2 separate regions of the Mus musculus genome follow, and region 1 is linked to region 2. The links are chromatin contacts, called in public targeted proximity ligation maps. All regions are on one chromosome and are shown on one strand. The core of a region is the stretch at or near the end of the contact, and the rest is flanking DNA. Distances in the headings are between cores, read along the strand shown.

Region 1 (5,634 bases), core at 1,188-3,687, 290 kb after region 2:
TACAAAACACCTACCAAATGCCCTGACCCATTACGGAGGCATTGATTTAATGTCAACAGGGATTACCTAGCTAGTAGGATTGCAGAGTACTTCATTTTATTCTTGGTCTATATTTAAGAGGTGAAATAAACGCTATTTATGTGTAGACAGGGTCTTACTATGTAGCCCAGGCTGGCCTCAAATTCAAAGTTTGCCAATCATTGCCTCTTGAGTGCTGAGATTAAAGGTATGTATCACCATTTCTGGCTCAATAAGTGTATGAGTACCCATCTAAAATGAATAAAATAAAATGTCCTCTTTTTTTTTTTTTTTTTTTCGAGATGGTTTCTCTGTATAGTCCTGGCTGTCCTGGAACTCACTCTGTAGACCAGGCTGGCCTTGAACTCAGAAATCTGCCTGCCTCTGCCTCCCCAGTTCTGAGATTAAAGGCGTGCGCCACCATGCCCCGTGAAATAAAATGTCTTGATATGGTGAAGACTTGTAATCTCAGCATTTGAGAGGCTAAGGCAGAATTGTTGTCATTTGAGGACAACCAAACCTATATCGTGAATTCCAGAACAGCCTGGGTTACACTGTAAGACCCTGGTTCAGTAAATCAGGACTGTGGGCTAGGGGATGACTTGTTCAGGTAGTTGCCACCAAACCTCATGACCTCTTTGATCCCAGTGGAAAGAGAGAAGAGACCCTCACAAGTCCCATGGCCTCCACATGATCATGCACACTAAGTAAAAGGAAAAAAAAAACATGACTGGCTCTTGAGTTTTATTTTTTGAAATGTGTTTTGGCCTGATCCTCACTTGGTATCTCTGGGTGGCCTGGAACTTACTGAGTTCACCGTAGGGAGTGTGCTGGGAAGGGAGTAGATTTGGAGGGGGGGGGCTGTTAAGCCAATTGACAGTGTGTTTGTGATGTCTAGTGGGTTTGAGGAGGGGCAGAGAAAGAGAGAGAGAGAGAGAGAGAGAGAGAGAGAGGAATGTTAGTAGCCAAGTCTCTGCTTTGCCTGTCTTTACATGTCCATGCCTGTCTGAATTTCTACCTACATTTCTCTCCACCCTGGTGTGTCCATTACATCTGTGTCTGTTCTCTGTCACTCCCTTCTGTTGTCTCCCTCCCCCCATCGCCTGTACCCTGTGTGGTAACTGGACCTGGACACAGCCCCCAGGGCTGGCAGCAGACTTGGCTGATATTTTTAGCCTGCAAACATGTTTGCCATTTCAGAGGACAGGGCAGGGCTGGTCTCAGCCCCAGCCCACTCATGATCTTGGAGCGAAGGTGCTCCTGCCTCAGGCCAAGGTCTCAGTTCTCCAGCTTGAGGCCTCTTGGGGCATTTGGGAAGGAAGGGAAACTGGAGTGGGCAGCTGGGTAGCCACCTGCCAGAGAGGGTAGAACTCAATAGGGAAGGAGAAAAAGGGAGGTGCGGAGGGGGGATGCAGCCAGAACATCTCTGCAACCCCATCATTAAGCATTTAATAAAATCCACATAGAGTTAGAAGTGGCTGTGGGAAATGGCTGTAAATTGGGGAGCGGAGCAACTTGCAAATGGAAATATGGGGGAGGAGCTGTGAGAGGCGCAGAAGGCCTGGGAATGCAAAGAAAGTGCTGGATCTTGGGTTCCTCAAGCTTACTGGGGCATAGTGGTTCATGCCTTTAGTCCCAGGGTGGCAGAGGCAGGGGAATCTGTAAGGCTGTCAGTTCTAGCCAGTTCTGTGATGGCCGGGCTACACAGTCTGTGCTCCCTCCCCCAAATAAAATACCCAAAAGGCATGGGGGACAGAGTTTACAGGAGAGAGTGAGTTGTTCCATGGTGCGTCCAACAGCTGCAGGCCTGACTGGTGTCGCTGCAATGAAGAACAGCACCGTGGTGTGGTGCATAGGTGACTCCATTCCTAGGGGTCGGATCTAAGTCTTAGAGTCAGTGTGTTTTGTAGAAGAGGAGAGAGCCTGAAGGCGAGGAACGGGGCGAGGCTGCAAGAAGCCTGGGAACTGGGAGAGGAGGCTGGGGCCTGGGATTAATGTATCTGAGCTTGAGAGAAAGCTCAAAGGTCTGTGTGGAGGCTGGAGGTCGAGGTTGAATCATCTGAGCTTCTTGGCTCTTCTGCAGACTAGGTTGACTCTGGATTCCGACTGTGAATCTGTGCCCCTGCGTGCTTCCAGGAATTTCTTGCCGGTGAACACACACACACTGTTTAAAATGGGGTGGGAAGATCCAGAGCCGGGACAGGAGCAATAGATGGGATAGGGGAGGGGAAAAGGCGACGCCTCCTCGTCCCTGAGCCCCCTCAACCTTCTCCCTTCACCGGCCCATTCCAGGGTGGCTTCAGTGTTAGTCGTGCTCTCGGGTCCTTGCCCTATTCGGGCCCCGCCCGGCCCCGCCCTCTCCCCACAGCTCCGGGCAGACCCGCCCGAGTTACAAGAGCCGCCTCCGCGCACGGGGGCCCGGCCACTTGGAGCAGCTCTGCCGCGGGGACTGCACTGTCCGCCCTGCCAGACCCGCCCCGACTGGGGCTCGCCGTCGCCAGCAGTCAGCACTGCGACCTCGGGCCCTTCGCCGGCTATGGCTGCGTCCTGGGGCTGAGCCCGCAGGTAGGGAAGCGGAGCGCTGGGCGGTAAGGTGTGGGGCCAGGGTTCGGGCGACCAGGGGAGAGAGGGACTCGGACAAGGTGCATTTGCGGTAGTGTCACTACGAGGGTTCCGACTGTTGGGAGCAAACCTGGCCGCTTGCGGCCGCCGGGGCAGGCGACGCGTCACGCTTCGGGAGTAAAGCTCTTTCTCCGGAGTTGGGGCCAAGTTTAACTAAGTTAGAAAATCGCTTCGAAGTGTGCTTTGCTGCGCTTTTAGTTTTTTCCCGCGGATGTATTGTCGTTCCAACTGCAGTGCAGGGCGTTCCTGATCTGGTGGTCCCTGACCGATTCCATCTCTTTGGGGCGGCGGCTCAGAGCGCTACTTGGTTCCTATACCATGTTTACTGGAGAAGTTTCCAAGAGCCCCATCGCCCCTCCCGCGCCCCTGCACCGCGTGCCCCCTCTGCTGTCTTTCGCGGCTCCCCACACCTCCATCTCGAACTTCGCGTCCGGATTCCCCTCGGCCCCACCCTGCTCTGTACCACCAGCCTCTCCCTTTCTGGCTCCTAGCGGCGACTTTAACAGCTCCCCTTCAACTGCCCCGCCCTAGTCTTGCCCCTCTGTGTTTCCAGATCCAGAAAACTCCCTTCTTTCTCCAGGGCGTCGGAGCCTGGAAGTTTGCAGCGTGCCTCCCTGTGGGATGGGTGGGAGTGGGAGGGGGGGTGGGGGACATAATTAGGGAGATTCCTGCGCTGGGTGGGCGGGGAGGGGGCTGTGCAATCGACACAGTCCCCAGAACCTCCCTTGCTCCTTCTAGGGGCGGTGCTTTCTCCCCACCCCACCCCACTCCCAAACTCGTCCGGGCGGGATGGCCCCCGCCCCAGCGCCTGGCTGGATTCCAGCAGCCTGAGGAATGTAGTGGTTGGAGCCGGTGACTAATTCAAACCAGAATTCGGGGGTGGGGGTGGGGGTGAGGGGCAAAGCGGAGGGGGAAAGAGGCCGTGTGTAGGCGGTGGGGGCCGGAGCGCAGGGCGTAGGTGAAGGACTTCCCTGCTCTCCTTTGGAACCCTTCACTTTTGCAGTGCGCGCCAGCGGAGAGGGCGGGGGGCAAGATCCTACTGTGGGGTTGGAAAGGCAACATGCTTAGGGTGTGTGCAGAGAGCTGTGTTATGTAAGGCTTTCCCATGCAGGGAGGGGATGTGCAGTGTGCGGGAGCCTGGGCCTCCTCTGGCTGGAGCCCCTTTCAGTGCCGAGGCAGATTTGGGGGACGCAGAACCTTGGTGGCGTTGGGTTGACATCAGGGCTAGCTGTACATGGCGATGAGCACTGAAGACTCTTGGGGTGACCCGGGGATATCCTACAAGTCAAATGGAGTGGAGCCTTGACAACGTAGTGTCCCTGGTATGTGTGTGTGTGTGTGTGTGTGTGTGTGTGTGTGTGTGTGTGTGCTTGCCTGCTCACTCTATTGTCACTTCTGCACAATGTGACCACAGAAGATTGTGCGCATGATGTCTGGGTTGGCACCCTGGTTTGGCAGGGTGTGGCCCTAGGCTGTCTCTGAGGACACACGTGTCCAGGGGTACTTGTCTCAATGTCCCTGTTCTGTGGAGGGGATTTGCAGAAAAGCTTCTGGAGGTAGTTGGGGGGATGGGGGTGGGGGATCCTTGGAAAGTGACCTGGAATTCCCAGGAGAAAAAGGACTCCCAACAAATGGTTTTGAAACAGTTTGCCCTTAAACTTTAGCAATGGCAGGAACCATCTTACTGTACCTAACGTATACTAGATGGGATGAATTCACAAGATCCAATGATTCATGTCCTCATATCAATGATACTGTCCTCATAGGTGACTGGGAGAGGGGAGGGCACACAGGAAGATGCTATGGGCAATGTGGGCAATGTTTAGGGCCTCTCCCCACACTGAGAATGGCTTAGGTGAGTAGAACTGTTTTGGTCCTGCCCTATTAGGGAAGTCTCTGGGGGTAGGGTGGGTCTCTTTTCCTTTTCCCAAGCTGAATGAACTAGTAGCTTCCTTTTCTTGAAAAACTATGGGGGTGTGGGGGAGGGCAGGCCTGTATCTGGTCTGTAGAGTGTGCAGATTGTGCAGTAGAAGGGAACCCCTCATTTAAGGGCCACTTCCTCGGCCTGAGCTGAGTTATGGGGCAAGGGGAGTGTGGGAAAGGAACTGGGAACAAGGGAGCTGATCTAGTAAAGGACTGGAGGGGGGCGTAGGGATGACATCTGGAAGATGTCTGAACTCCTTTCTAAAGCTCTTGTCCCTAAGAGATTATGCAAAGGGACATTGTGAAGAGAACCAGGACATTCAGAGAGACAGGCACGTGAGTCATCCAAGACTTAGTGCTAATGGTTTGGAAGTCAGCAGTGATACCCTGAGGGTCTTGGCCTAGCACTCCACAGCTCCAAGTCCAGAAAAGGACAAGAGAGAGAAAGAGTAGACCGGGGAGCTCACTTCAGGCCTAGAGAGGCTCTGCTTAGAGGTTCAGAGCCCTACAGGCCTTACGCTCCACTTGGAACTGTCTGTCGGGTTCTGGCAGAGCACACCACTCTGAGCCTGAGGAGCTGGTTTGAGGGGTTGGGGTAAAGCTGTGGGAGTGGAGGATGTGTTGGGCACTGGGGTGTGGTCACTACCTTTTTCAGAACTTGGGAACTGCCTGGAGACAGACAAGAGAAGCAAACTGGGAGAGCTAGTCCGACTTCTGAAGGGATCTTTGCCTGGACACCCCCAAGTTTCTCTCCTTGGGGCTGGGCTGACCACGTGCTTATATTCACTTGGGTTAGAGGAAGGGAGGTGGCTGCCAATTTAGAATGTGCAATACACCTGGGCCCCTTCAGGCTTCAGCCAGGGCTCCCAGGAACTTGCAATTCCTTGAGTTGACCATTGGATCATCTGGCCGGCTTCCAAAGCCTTCTTGATCATAGTATCGTCCATGTCTGAGTGTGTCCAAAAAGTGTCCGAACGGGGGTTGTTGTGGCAATGTTTCTGCGGAAATGTCTGTGTACTTTGACGAAGCTCCCCCTTTCTCTTTCCTAGCCCCAGTTTCCGTTGGTGCTAA
Region 2 (5,838 bases), core at 3,001-5,500:
TTATCAAAGACATTGTTTCCAGATGTACCATGTGTGTACAATTAAACTCCAAAGGAGAGAAAAGGGTTCCAGAAGGAATCCACAGCCAAAGAAGCATGCCCAGCGAGCATGGGAAATGAACTTCACAGAGGTAACCCACGGTTATTGGATATAAGTATTGGATAGTTTTAACAGATACCATCTCTGGAAGGATGGAAGCCTATCCCACCCGAATGGAAAGTCAGTGGTCACCAAGAAACTTCACCACGAGTTAATTCCTATATTTTAGTTGCCCCTTTCCCTAGGGTCCAACAGTAGCCCAGGCTTCATGGCCAAAGTTTCCCCAAATCTGGCAAAAGTCTTAAATGTTGATCGAAAACTACATTGTGCCTATAGACCACAAGGATCAGAATAAGTAGAAAATGATGAATAGGACCTTGAAGGAGACTTTAACATGTCCTTGTGACCAGCAAAAATTGAGCCAACCTTCTACTTTTTGGCCTGCTTAGGGCCAGGTTCACCTCATAACAGGAAAGTTTCATGCCACTTGAAATTATGATTGGTGAACCTCCCACTCTTTCCTAAGCTCAAAGATGTTCATAAGACAGAAATTACTGACCACTCCTTCCCCAAGTCCTTACAGGCCCTGCAACAGACTCATGACTATTTGAGAGGCTGCATCCTTGCCCATGTCTGAACCTGCCCACAAGTTCTAGCCTGGTAATCTTATGTGGGTAAGGGGATCCTGACCAGAACCTAGAGCTGGTGTGGAAAGATCCATACCCTGTGGTCTCACCACCTCCATAGCAATGAAGGCACCAGTGTCACCCGTGGATCCACCGTACCCAGCTGAAGGAGGCTTCAGGAGACAATAACAGATGAGTTGCTACCAGATCTTTGACCCTCCCTAAAGATAAGACTGACACAAGCCCTATGATTATGATAGTCCAATTTTGTCTTCTTTGTCTCCCATGGGAAAGTCCCCAACCCCACCCCTGAGACAGAACCTTGGATATGATAAATAAAAAAGACTAGAACCAGGAAGCTCATAGCCAATCTACCAAGGTGGCAAACCCCAGGAAGCAACAGAAGCCAGCCCCTCTATTTGGAATGCTAAAAAGAGTGTACCAGATCCTTAGCCATGCTCAACCAAGCATAGGTCAGAACAGCTGACTATGCCTGAACCCCAAATACTCACTGGGGTTGGAACTAATCAAACAATAAGCTCCACTTAGAAACCCTAACAGCTGTAAAGGAGACCAAACTACACTCACGTTGGGGGACTTCGAAGGGAACAGTGCCTGCCTAATGTCACCAAGATACTTGATAGAAGTTCTACCCGTGCAGATTCCTGTAGCCACACACAGCAGGTTAACCCCAGAAATGGCAGCCAGATGTATTCCCAGTTCCCAGAACCTACCTGGCTTGCTCGCACTAATGCTTAAGCAAGTGTGCTTCTTCTGAATTGTTCACACTAAAGGAGAACCCACCCCTGTGCCTGGCACGCCATCCCCCTTCTCATCTCCCTGTTGGTGAGGACAAGAATTGCAGGCTCTGCTTCAGTTGGGGGGCAAAACTATAAGAAAGTTAGTGCTCAAGTAGACATCGACCTGGGCCATCAGAAAATTCTATTTCCCGCCGGGTGTGGGGGCACACGCCTTTAATCCCAGCACTCGGGAGGCAGAGGCAGGTGGATTTCTGAGTTCGAGGCCAGCCTGGTCTACAAAGTGAGTTCCAGGACAGCCAAGACTATACAGAGAAACCCTGTCTCGAAAAACCAAAAAGAACAAAAAAAAATCTAAAAATATGGTTTTAGAAAAACAATTTTAGGGGCTGGACAGGTAGATGGCTCAGCAGTTAAAAGCAAATCTGTTTTCTCTTCCAACCAAAAGCCTTATTCTTCCTTTCCTTTTCTTTCTTTTCCTTTCTCTTTCTTTCTTTCTCTTTTTCTTTCTTTCTCTCTCTCTCTCTTTCTTTCTTTCTTTCTTTTTTTTTTTTTTTAAAGAAAGGGTCTCTCAACATAACCCTGGCTATCCTGGAACTCACTACATATACCAGGCTGGCCTGGATCACAGGGATCTGCATGCCTCTGACTCCTGAGTGCTGGGATTAAAGGCCAGCTGCCTTGTCCCTGTCTGCTTCTTCCATCTAAAGCTACTTGACATTACTGTTCAAGTCAGAGCAGGATACTGTCCTTTAAGTTCAGGGACAGTACCTCAAATGCATGACTTGGGCAGAAAAAAAAAAAAAAAAACCTCTGTGATAGGTGATGGTTAATATTGGTTGTCAACTTGACCACGTAAAGAATTAACTAAAACACAGGCACACATGTGGGCACACCTGTGGGCACACCTGTGACGGATTTCTTTTTTTTCTGGTTTGGATCATTTAAGGTGGGAAGACTCACCCTAAATCTGGATCATTTGAGGTCAGAAGACGAATCCTAAATCTAGGCTAAAACTTCTGTTGGCAGCCTTTGTAAAAAGACAAGTGGGAAGTATGGGTTTTGCCTGTTTGTCCTCACTCTCGCTCATAAATTCATCGATCCTTCAGTGGACGTATCATTTCCATGGTATGAGAGCCTATTTCTCCAGATTCCAATGTATACTGAAAACCAGCGGAGACATCCAGCTGCAAGACAACTTTCAGATTCTTGACTTCCCAAGAAACAGACATTATTGAAGTAGCCAAATCCCAGCCCCTAAACCACTCTGATAAACACCCTTTTTTTATTTTTTTTTTAAAGATTTATTTATTATTATATATAAGTACACTGTAGCTATCTTCAGACACACCAGAAGAGGGAGTCAGGTCTTGTTACGGATGGTTGTGAGCCACCATGTGGTTGCTGGGATTTGAACTCTGGACCTTCGGAAGAGCAGTCGGGTGCTCTTACCTGCTGAGCCATCTCACCAGCCCCGATAAACACCCTTTTAATATATTAAAATTCATTCTATCTGTTCTGTTCCTCTAGAGAACCCTGACTAATACACACTCTTTAATCCAGATTCAGGAAGACAAAAACTGCATGTTCTTTTTTAATATGTAGACCCTAGCTTGCAGTGTTAATAGAGATGTATTTGTGAGAATGAGTGCGGGTATGGGAAGAAAGAGTGTTGAGAGACCAGAAAGATGGCTCATAGAGTAGAGGTGCTTACCGCATAAACCTGATGACCTGAGTTCTTTCCCCAGAGCCCACATAAAAGTAGAAGGAGAGGATGACACAAAGTTGTCCTCTGACTGCACATGACACATACACAGCCTACACCTACACAATCATAGTTTTTAAGAAAAAGAAGCTAGGCATGGGGGCACAGCTTTAATCCTGGCACTCGGGAGGCAGAGGCAGGCAGGCTCTGAGTTCGAGGCCAGCCTGGTCTACAGATTGAGTTCCAGGATAGCCAGGGCTACACAGAGAAGCCCTGTCTTTAAAGGGGTGAGGTGGGGGACCTTCTTTTTACATTTACTTATCAGGGGATGCAATGCACACGCAAAGGTGCATACATGGAGGTCACCTGGCAACTTGGAGGAGTCAGCTTCTCTCCTTCCGTTGTGTGGGTCTCAGGGATCAAACTCATGTTGTCAGGCTCTGCAGGAGGTACATTCACCTACTGAGCCATCTCACTGGCTCTGATTTCATTGTTTAAAATATTTACTTAGGGCTGGAGAGATGGCTCAGAGGTTAAGAGAACTGACTGCTCTTCCAGAGGTCCTGAGTTCAATCCCCAGCAACCACATGGTGGCTCACAACCATCTGCAATGGGATCCGATGCCCTCTTCTGGTGTGTCTGAAGACAGCTACAGTGTACTCATTTACATATAATAAGTAAAATCTTTAAAAACCATATTTACTTATTTGTGTATGTGCGTGTGGGAGGGGAGGGTGCTGTGTGCTGTGTGTTCAGGCTGAAAGAGGGCTTTGAACACTCTCCTCTATCACTCTCCAACTATTCCTCTGAGGCAGTGTCTCATTCTGAACCTGGGACTCATGCTTTCTTTCCTAGCTGAAAGCCAACAACACTCCCCCCCCCCCCCCGCCCCTCAACAATCCTCCTCTTTGCTCTCTCCTTGAAACTGGAGTTACAGGCGTGTGCAAAATACCTGGTTTGTTTCATGGCTAAGTCATCTCTCCAGACCCTATTTTCATTTTTTTTTTAAATAAAGAACATTTTAAAAACATAATAACCCTCTTAGTCCTGAGACTCAGGACATACCAGGGCCATTCAAGCAGAACACATTGTAAATTCCAACACCACCCACACCCCACCCAGGGAGGCTATGCTTTTGTGCATTGTGCTTTTTGTGCCCAACCACAAGATCTTGGCAGTGCGTCCCCTGTGGCAGCATCCCAGGCAGTTCCAGTTAAAAGACAATCGAACTTCCTGCTTTCTTGGTGCTTGCTTCCTGCCCATTTCCCGAGTCTGATCCTGCTTTCTTCTGGCATTTCCTGATAGCCTTCCAATAAGTTCTTTTGGTACTTAAGACAACCATGTACACAAATTGAAATCTCTAGAAACCTGTGCAACAAGAAAGAAAACTACTTTTCCATTCTCCCCAGAAGGCTCCTGGTAAGTTCCCCTATAGACAGCCAATAATATCTTTATCACCAATCTGAAAGATACTGTCTCTATCTAACATCTACCTGGCACCTTCTTGCCTCCTTCTCTTCATGCCCGCCATTCAATTTGCTTCTACTCTTCCTTTGTTAGAGTCTCTTCCACTGTTCATCCTGTAAATACACTCAATCTTTGGCTCCAACCTCCCCTCTGCTGCCTCTCTCTTCACTCAGCAATGCTTCCTACACACCCTGTCTATACCTCAAGTGATCCTAGATCGTGCCCTGTACTGAGCCGTACTCTTCCCTCCTAGAAATCTCCATGTGCAGGTGCTAGAGAACCTATGCCCAGAACACCACCAAGGAAGGCGCAGATCACCTTCCTGCCTTTCATTCTCTTGCCTCCACTGATTAGCTTAATGGCCCAGTCTGCCCAACTCCCCTTACATCCAGTCCATCCAAGGACTTAGAATGTAGCCCAGTGGTAGAGCACTTGCCTAATACACACAAGGCCCTACATCCAATCCCTAGCACCAGAAAGTAGTTGATTTTTAATCTTAGGGCAAGAAGATGGCTCAGCAGGCAAAGGCGTTTGCTTGACCATCTTAATGACCTGAGTTCAATCCCTGAAACCCAATGTGGTAGAAAGAGAATTGACTCTCTGACCTATGTAAATCCATCTGCCCCCCCCCCCCCCCCCGCACCCACCCCCCAGCCTCTGGAATGCTGGCATTAAAGTTGTGAGCCACCTCCTGCAGCTCCTTTTGTTTCATTTTTGATTCTTAGTCTTAGAGAACTTGGTATTCGCAGGTGGTCTCCTACTAAATACTAACCAGACCAGACTGTGCTTGGCTTTCAAGACGATTGCATATGCCAGGGTCCAGAACTTGCAGATTTCAGGGGTGGGGGATGGGTTCCCACTTATATTCCCAGAACACAAAGATCTGGAGACGCACTGTTGCCAGGACCCTGCCAGACAAACTCAGTTTCTGAGGCTTCTCTGCACCATGGTAGCTGTAAAGAGCAAAACTAGGTCTCATCTTGGTTTGCTTAATATCTATTATCTACTGTTTACATTTTTATTATTACTTTTTTCTTTTCTTTTTTTTTTTTTTGGTGTTTTGGTTTTTTGAGACAGGGTTTCTCTGTGTAGCCCTGGCTGTCCTGGAACTCACTTTGTAGACCAGGCTGGCCTCGAACTCAGAAATCCGCCTGCCTCTGCCTCCCAAGTGCTTGGAATTAAAGGTGTGTGCCACCACCACCCGGCATTTTTATTATTTTTTAATGTGTGTAGTGCTTTGAGT

Evidence for each region.
Region 1: a targeted proximity ligation map of pancreatic cancer cells shows a contact between it and region 2. A contact is called at or near these places in 2 of 39 promoter capture datasets (cranial neural crest and pre-B cells), 5 of 484 Hi-C or Micro-C datasets (the C2C12 cell line, the N1E-115 cell line, effector CD8 T cells and 1 more), 13 of 130 datasets of targeted methods (the 230-238 cell line, CD4 single positive thymocytes, the NIH/3T3 cell line and 9 more) and 3 of 9 other capture datasets (adipose tissue, liver and pancreatic islet).

Annotation. Positions count from the first base shown.
Region 1 is chr19:8,986,847-8,992,480 of GRCm38.p6, forward strand. It overlaps Ahnak (AHNAK nucleoprotein (desmoyokin)), which reads left to right and starts at 2,438. Exons shown (of 5, transcript NM_009643.2): 1 at 2,438-2,583.
Region 2 is chr19:8,698,346-8,704,183 of GRCm38.p6, forward strand. No RefSeq gene overlaps it. Among named protein-coding and RNA genes, the nearest start is that of Slc3a2, 13 kb to the right of the region's middle.